Regions from separate parts of the Mus musculus genome. Here region 1 is linked to region 2. A link is a contact called in public Hi-C data. All regions are on one chromosome and are shown on one strand. Each heading gives the region's core, a stretch centred on a gene start, on an enhancer-like site or on the middle of the called end of the contact. The rest is flanking DNA. Distances are from core to core; before and after follow the strand shown.

Region 1 (3,600 bases), core at 784-3,283, 530 kb after region 2:
TCCCCAGCCCAGCAGTCTATGTGATATTGGTACCATAAGATAGTGGTGCTGCTATAGATTTCTGTTTATCGTGCCATGTGCCTATGTGGATATGACTGTGATGACCGTCTGAAGACCTTATTATTTTCATGAATACTTTTATCAAAGCAGTGTTTGTGAAGGAATTGCTGTCTGCCGTCTATCTGGTAGGGAGGTCAATTCCTCTCTGGAATTTGTAAAAGCAGTAAGCATCATCAATCATAGTCATCACAAGCAATTAAGTACCTAATTGTGCTTGGTGTTGCTTTTGCTATGGAAACAACAGACTTTGCAGGCATGCTGCCTACCCTTTTGGGGCTTGGAATCTACCAACTCAGTAGAAGACTGAAGAGTATAAAATGAGTGAGAACTGGGGCCAAAGTCAGTTGTCCTGAAATAGGGTTGCCCTGGAGGGAGAAGGGAGCAAAGGAGATTGAAATGAAAGAAGATGCCGAGACAGGATCAGGACAAAGCGGGTCACTCAGAGGAAAAAAGGTGACGTTTCTGGATTTCAATGACCTGGATTTTGTTTGTTAAAAAAAAAATCTAAAAATAACTGAAGAAAGGCTCTATTTATATATTGCAAGGAAAGGAATGAAGTGCTTGCTTCCTGTGGGTACCAACTTTGCTGAGTTCTGGTCTCCTTTTCTGTCCATATCAGAATGGCTCCCTCAAGGCTCTACTCTCCTATTCCAAGACAAGAATGGCTTTTAGTCCTCAATTTCCAGCTGTACTCTCCCCAGCGAAATGATTGCCTAAGTGTTTCTGTGTTTATATCTAAGGCTTATAACTCTTATTTCCTGCAGGAACTGGGAAGCATGTTCCCATGTTTCATATGCACTTTCAGTCAATCATGCATTTATAATCCAACTGGGAAGATGTGATTCAAACTGGATAGTCTGTTGTTGCAAGAGTCTGCTATAAAACTGATCAGTTGGCCAAGTTAGGTGATTTTTATTTTATTTTTTTTAGAAACTTCCTTGGCTTTCATTCTAGGGAGAAAGAAAGACAGAAAAGACCAGAAACCAACAACAGCAGGTGCTGCCAACATAGTATTCTTATCTTTGCTGATTTCAAGGGGAGAGCAAAAGAATATGTAATTGCTTCTCTGTGAGGCCGTTGGGATGCTGCCTGTCTCTCTGGCATTATCCACTTATTTCATCTAGGTAAGAAGAGAAGCAGAAACAAATTAAAAATGCATTTTCCCAAAGGCTTCTAGGACATTATTCAACACAGGTTCTCTTCCACCAGTGTCTGCTGGAAGTGTGTAAATATATATTTATTTATGGAAAATGGAATAAGGTCAAAGCCCTTCTGGATAGTTTCTCTTCTTCATTTATTTACTTTCTTATGCACACACGAAAAGACAGATGTCAGAACTGTATAGGAATTAACAGGCAGGATGCACAGCAGCTTCCTCTCCATGGGACTGGTGGAGGACACTCATTATTTAGGTCAAAAATGTCATATTACAAGTTTCTCAAAGGAGAAAATCTTGGGATTAGGAAGATGGCTCAGTAGATTATTTCAAATTCCCACCTAAGCATTGGGTGGCTACAAATGTCCATAATCCCAGCTTTGGAGTGCAGAGATAAACAGATTCTGGGGGTGGGGTGGGGGGAGATGGTTGCTAGTCACCCATCTTAGACAAAACAGCAAGTTTCTTGTCTAATGAGAGAGTTTTTTCTCAAGGGAATAATGTAAAGGGCAATAAGGGAAGATACCAGATGTCCTCCTATGGATTTTACATGTTTGCATGCAAGCATACTTACTGGGAAACTCATGTAAATGCAAGGCTCTCTCTCTCTCTCTCTCTCTCTCTCTCTCTCTCACACACACACACACACACACACACACACACACACACACACACACACACACTTTTCCAACTCAGGAAAAAATAGAGAGGTCTGTTCTCATTTTGACACTGGACAGATGGCAGCCTTCTGGCCCCACTGTGATGTCCTACCTGTGTGTGCTTTGTTTAGCTGGTCTCTCAGGATATGATTCTGACTCACTGTAGAATCCTTCTGTCCTGCTGTTATGCTCCACTATAGCTTTTCTCTACTGCTTCCCCAGGCTCCCAGGGTGTGGACATATTCCATATTGTCTCTTATGTGACCACCAACATGTTTACAAACATTATAGCATTTTAAACACTTTCAACTGTTCAGTAGCCACAGACATTCCTTATATCTAGCCGTAGGGATGGTCTGCCATCAACGTTATATAAATTTTCGCTAAGACAATAAGCCATTGACTTTTGCTGTGTCCTCTGTCATAGTAAAATCTTGCATACTCGTGTCTACTGGTCTTCGCTAGTATAACTAATAAAATGTATTTAATTTTTAAAATGAATTCTATTGCTTTTTCTTCAGTCTTTTGGTATTGATAAATATGAAGTATTTGGTTTACCCCTTTCTTCCCTTGCTCTCATTCAGAACCACGGAAGACATCCCTTCTCTTAAGTTGCTATCTCAGACCCTTAGAAACGCATACTTGTAACTCAATGGACTCCATCACACTTTGTTGATACAGTTGCATACCCTGTTCTACACATTTCTTTCTATGGTTTCAGCTACTTACAGTCAACTATGGTCTAAAAATAGTAAATTTAATCTTTCAGAAGTAAGCAATGCCTTGGTTTGAACTGTCCACGCTATGAGTTGTGTGACATTTCATGCCACCTGCCCTGTCCATTCCATCTGAATGTAAATGGTTCCTTTGCCTTCTGTCCCCAACTTCTGTAGTAGATATACTACCCTGGAGTATTCGTCTTAGTCTGTCAGATCAACTGGTGTGATATCACAATGTAAGCATTTGGTTCATGTTTATTCAATCATGATCCTAAAGCCCAAGAGGAGTGATGGTGTCAAGGAGTGGAACACGAAAAGTTTAAATCTAGTGCTCTATGGTAATGCTTCCAGGCATGTAGGGAAAACATGTAGCTTACACAGGGCTTGTTAGTGCCTGAGGTTTCAGCTATGCCCTTGCAGGGGCAGGAGAGGGGGGTCCTGAAAAGTAGACCTATAGATAAAGAGAACTAGTGAAATTTGACTTTGTATATTTGTGGGTATATTTATGTATTTTATTATAATTTGTTGATATCTGCAAGTATTGAGATCTTGTGTTGTTTTTCTCTGTTTTCAGATTTAAGACTACATATATATATATATATATATGTATATATATATGTGTGTGTGTGTGTATGTATATATATATATATATATATATGTATATATATATATATATATATATATATATATGTATATATATAGTGTGTGTGTGCGTGTGTGTGTGTGTGTGTGTGTGTGTGTGTGTTGTACATGCATTCATGTGTATAACTATGCACGCTCATGTCCTCACAGACACAAGGAGAGAACACTACATGTCCATCTCAATTTTTCCACTTTATTCCCTTGAGATACTATCTGTCACTATACCTAGAGCTAGGCTGGTAGCATGCTAGCTCTACCAATCCTCCTGTCTCCCCAGCATTGGGGTTACAGACATCTCCTGTTTATGTGAGTCCTGTGGATGTCAAGCTCAGGTTCTCATGTTTGAGGAGGAAGTTTTCTTACT
Region 2 (3,635 bases), core at 228-2,727:
GAGGATATTCATTTTCCAGTTTATAGAAGAAGGGTCCATCCATCATGATCAAAGAAGAATATTTCATGCCGTCCACCTCTGGTGAGGGCTGCAATAAATATTCTATCCTCTCCCCAACTTTGTTTCCTGCTCTGATTAAAATTCACCTTATAAACAGATAGGATGGCTTGAGATTATGAAATCAAAACACACAAGAATTATTCAGTCTCTGTTGCTCATTTTCTCCTCTGTGAATAATTTCTGCTGACAGGTGACCAGTGAGGCCATCTGTCTCTTTATTACACAAGCCTGTGGTGGGTCCCGTCTCCTCTGCCCTGGAGTTAAATGAAGGTTTCTTTGACAAGAGAATAATATAGGCCAGCAAATGTAATGCGATTTTAGGACATTCATGATTTCTTTTTAGGAATATGAACACAAATATTTTCTTCCTATGATTGAAATGTAAGTATTTCTTAAAGATTCAGGTAGATACATATCATTAAAATAACCCAACCATTCTCAGTATTAGGAAGTCTAGAAAAACTACTAATGTTTCAGAATTTGTAGTGTCATTTTCTTTGAGTATTTCATTTATTTTGATCCATTCAAATGATTCATTGGGGGGGGGATGTCTATGTCATAATAGATTGCTTTATTGTTCAACATAGCCTCTAAATTTGATTAGGAAAATGAAATCTACGAAGTACCTCAGCTATAGATTTTGGAAAAAAATGATTTGAATGTAATGTTCACTTCTCTTTCTGTGTTAGTTCAGAGGGAAAGGATTTTGATTGTTTGTTTGTTTGTTTGTTTGTTTTAAAAGACAACTGTAAAACTAACAAACTATTCACCCACCTATTCATCACCATTTTGGTCATATCTGCACTTCACACATGTTATCCCTAGAGGAGATTATCCAGTGCCAATTGGAGGGGAACTCATCCCTAGACTGATAATGTTCTTCCGGTTATTTGTTGAAGTTTGCCAAATGACTAAAGACTTACGGAGTCCAGACAGGGAAGCCACTTTTCCCTTAGTGGAAATCTATTTTTATGATTCCTGTTCTACCATATGAATATAATCAGATAGAAATTAGAATGTACTAGCTAAGAAATGAAATAAAACTTATAAGAAACACTTTGGGAAACTTTTCTAAGACTTCAGACCACGGCAGACTAATCTATTTCCTCTTGATTCTGTTTATAGTCTTTCATTTGATTACCATTACCTCAACAGAGAGAACTGAGATGTAATCTTTGGGATAGCCGTCTCAAAAGTTACAGAGCTAGGAGACAGGGAACGGAGGTGGCAATCCAGCTTTACCTATGAGAAATGAGTTCCTTTCTCTATGATATCACCTTGTTGTATGCAAAGATACAAGGTAGGATTACAACCACATTCCCACAGAGGAATGCAATAGAATCCAGCCATAGTCTAGATGGCCAGACACTGGTCACCTAAATGCCTAGTGCTATAAGAGGATACTTGGCAAACAGGAGTATAGACAGATGGTGCCCAACCCACACATCTCTATTTATGTAGAGGCCCCCAGTGTTTGTGTTAGCAGGTTTGGATGTTAATAAAAGAAATTGTTTGTTCTTTCTTTTTATGCCTGCAATTCATTTTTAGTGTAGATTTAAAAAGAAGAATTTGTAAGATCACTAGATACCAAGAGACGTGTGAGCAAAGCCAAAAGTGTATTAGGTTTAAAAGGGAAAGCCTGTGCATACATTATAAACAAACAAACAAATAAACAAATAAATGTTTGCCATTTGTCCACTAGAGGGTACTGTGAGTCCATTGGTCAATTTAATGGATAGGATCTTTTTTTTTCTTTTTCTGCTTTTTTTTAAATTCCTCCTTTTCCCCATGTTGGTCAAGGGAAAATGGAGGGAATCAGGACTAAGAGGAGTAAACAGTGGATATTCTCAATGTGAGTTTTTTCTCAGTCATGACCCTTCTTTATAAGCAAGAAAATTAAACACATTTGGAGAGTTTCAACATGCTCTTGTCAGTGTCCTTGTTATAAACCATACTCATGTATTTTGATAAAGAGCATTGATACTCGGAATCAGGTAAGTTCCTGTTATGAGCAGATATTTCAACAGGAAGCACTGACAAAAATGCCTTTCCTCCTACAGACAGTGTGTGGGAAATAGATGGCATGAATGAGAAATGACTAAAATACCATCCAACTGAGTCTGTCATTTGAGGTTCCCAATGAAGGACGATCGCTTTTGAGATTGCTCTAGGACACATGCACAGCTCAACAAGTGCTTTCCTTTTCTTAAAGTCTGTTATCAACGAAAACAGAAAAGGCAAGGCATGACCCTGTAATTTCCTTGAATTTGTCCAAAGCACGAAGTTTCTGTCTGAATATTACTATGTACTAAACAAGATTCTGGGCAGTGGAAAGATGGAGATGAAAGATAAACTCCATCCCCCAAGAATTCTAAATCCAGGGGTATAACTCGCCAGTGGTTTGAGAGACATTATAAATAGAAATTAGAGGTAGATAAGAAGCTATTTAAATACTCAGCTATAGGATCTATTGTAGCCCCCCAATGTTTGGCATCCGAGAGCAGGGGCAGTAGGCAAGTAGATACACATCTAATATTGTACTCATCATGACCACTTGACCTCTTGCAACATTCAGTTCTCACTCTTAGCCTAGGGCTGCAGACCAAGAGATGTTAGCAACCTGGATGTCTGCTGGCTTCCACGTCTCTGTATTCCTTCTCTGGCACCTTAGAACCATTTGCCAGCTCTCCACTCTTTTGCCATATCTATAAAAGATACCAGCTCTACCTCCACTTTCCTTGCTGTTGACATGATGGCTCTCTCCCTTGATGCTGCTTCTTCAGTTACCAGTGGCTCTAGCTAGTGTGGCATGGATCACCTGCTTCTCTTAGGATGACATTCCACTGGGTGTGGCTGGGATTATTCAGGCACAAGCTTTTCCTACTGTAGGTGTCAGGATCCTAGGTACATTGAATTCCTGCACAAGATCACTAGGTGGTTTCTGGCAGCTTACATGGAAGTGGCACCACAGTGGTTACCAGTGATGGGTCTGGGGCTCTAAGGTAGCTTCCCCTCTATCTTTCAGACAAACACACCAAGGCCTCTGCCCCATTTATTTAGCACTGAAATGATGATTGCTAGTTCTTTGCCCTCAGGTCTAGAGCTGGGCAGCTGGATGCTGTTCTCAAACAAGGCTGTTCAAAGAATCCAGCACCAGGTACAGGAAACACAATGAGAGTCACTGGGACTTAATTCAATGTAGCTGGACCCCATTAGTATTTGTGTTTGTAGATGTGTCTATGCCTGGAAGCCATGAACATATGCTGGGCTGTTTGGAAACCCACCACTGAGAAACTGAAGCTGTATGGACGCTGGTGATACCAGGTAGTATGGATTCTCAGCTGACAAGCCACTAGGTAATGCACACAAGACACATGCCACACCAGGGGCCCAGAGGGAATCAAGCTGTTGACTATAATGGTGTTCATTCCACTCTCAAGGTACAGATGCTACACACAGCCCCACCCAGAAGATCCAGTTTGATTTTGAGCCTGAAGGATCAGTCTGCTGCCTTAGAGTAGGGTCCATTGCCTCATGAGCTGGGCATTCAAGCTGCTGTTGCCTTCCCAGCACTC

Evidence for each region. Hi-C and Micro-C count contacts between places; a contact is called where the count stands out from the background.
Region 1: a contact with region 2 is called in a Hi-C map of cerebellum, with 3 times the contacts expected there. The contact joins two enhancer-like sites. A contact is called at or near these places in 3 of 484 Hi-C or Micro-C datasets (brain, cerebellar granule neurons and cerebellum).

The regions. Positions count from the first base shown.
Region 1 is chr12:90,084,083-90,087,682 of GRCm38.p6, forward strand. The region is part of intron 15 of Nrxn3 (neurexin III); the gene reads left to right. Among named protein-coding and RNA genes, the nearest start is that of Gm40538, 320 kb to the right of the region's middle. Within about 2 kb of position 2,034, at least 4 of the 459 cell types and tissues checked have an H3K27ac peak or open chromatin away from gene starts, as enhancers often do. A contact at or near this core is called in cerebellar granule neurons and cerebellum, where this site is marked.
Region 2 is chr12:89,553,469-89,557,103 of GRCm38.p6, forward strand. All of the region lies in intron 14 of Nrxn3 (neurexin III), which reads left to right. Among named protein-coding and RNA genes, the nearest start is that of Gm40537, 580 kb to the left of the region's middle. Within about 2 kb of position 1,478, at least 4 of the 459 cell types and tissues checked have an H3K27ac peak or open chromatin away from gene starts, as enhancers often do. A contact at or near this core is called in cerebellar granule neurons and cerebellum, where this site is marked.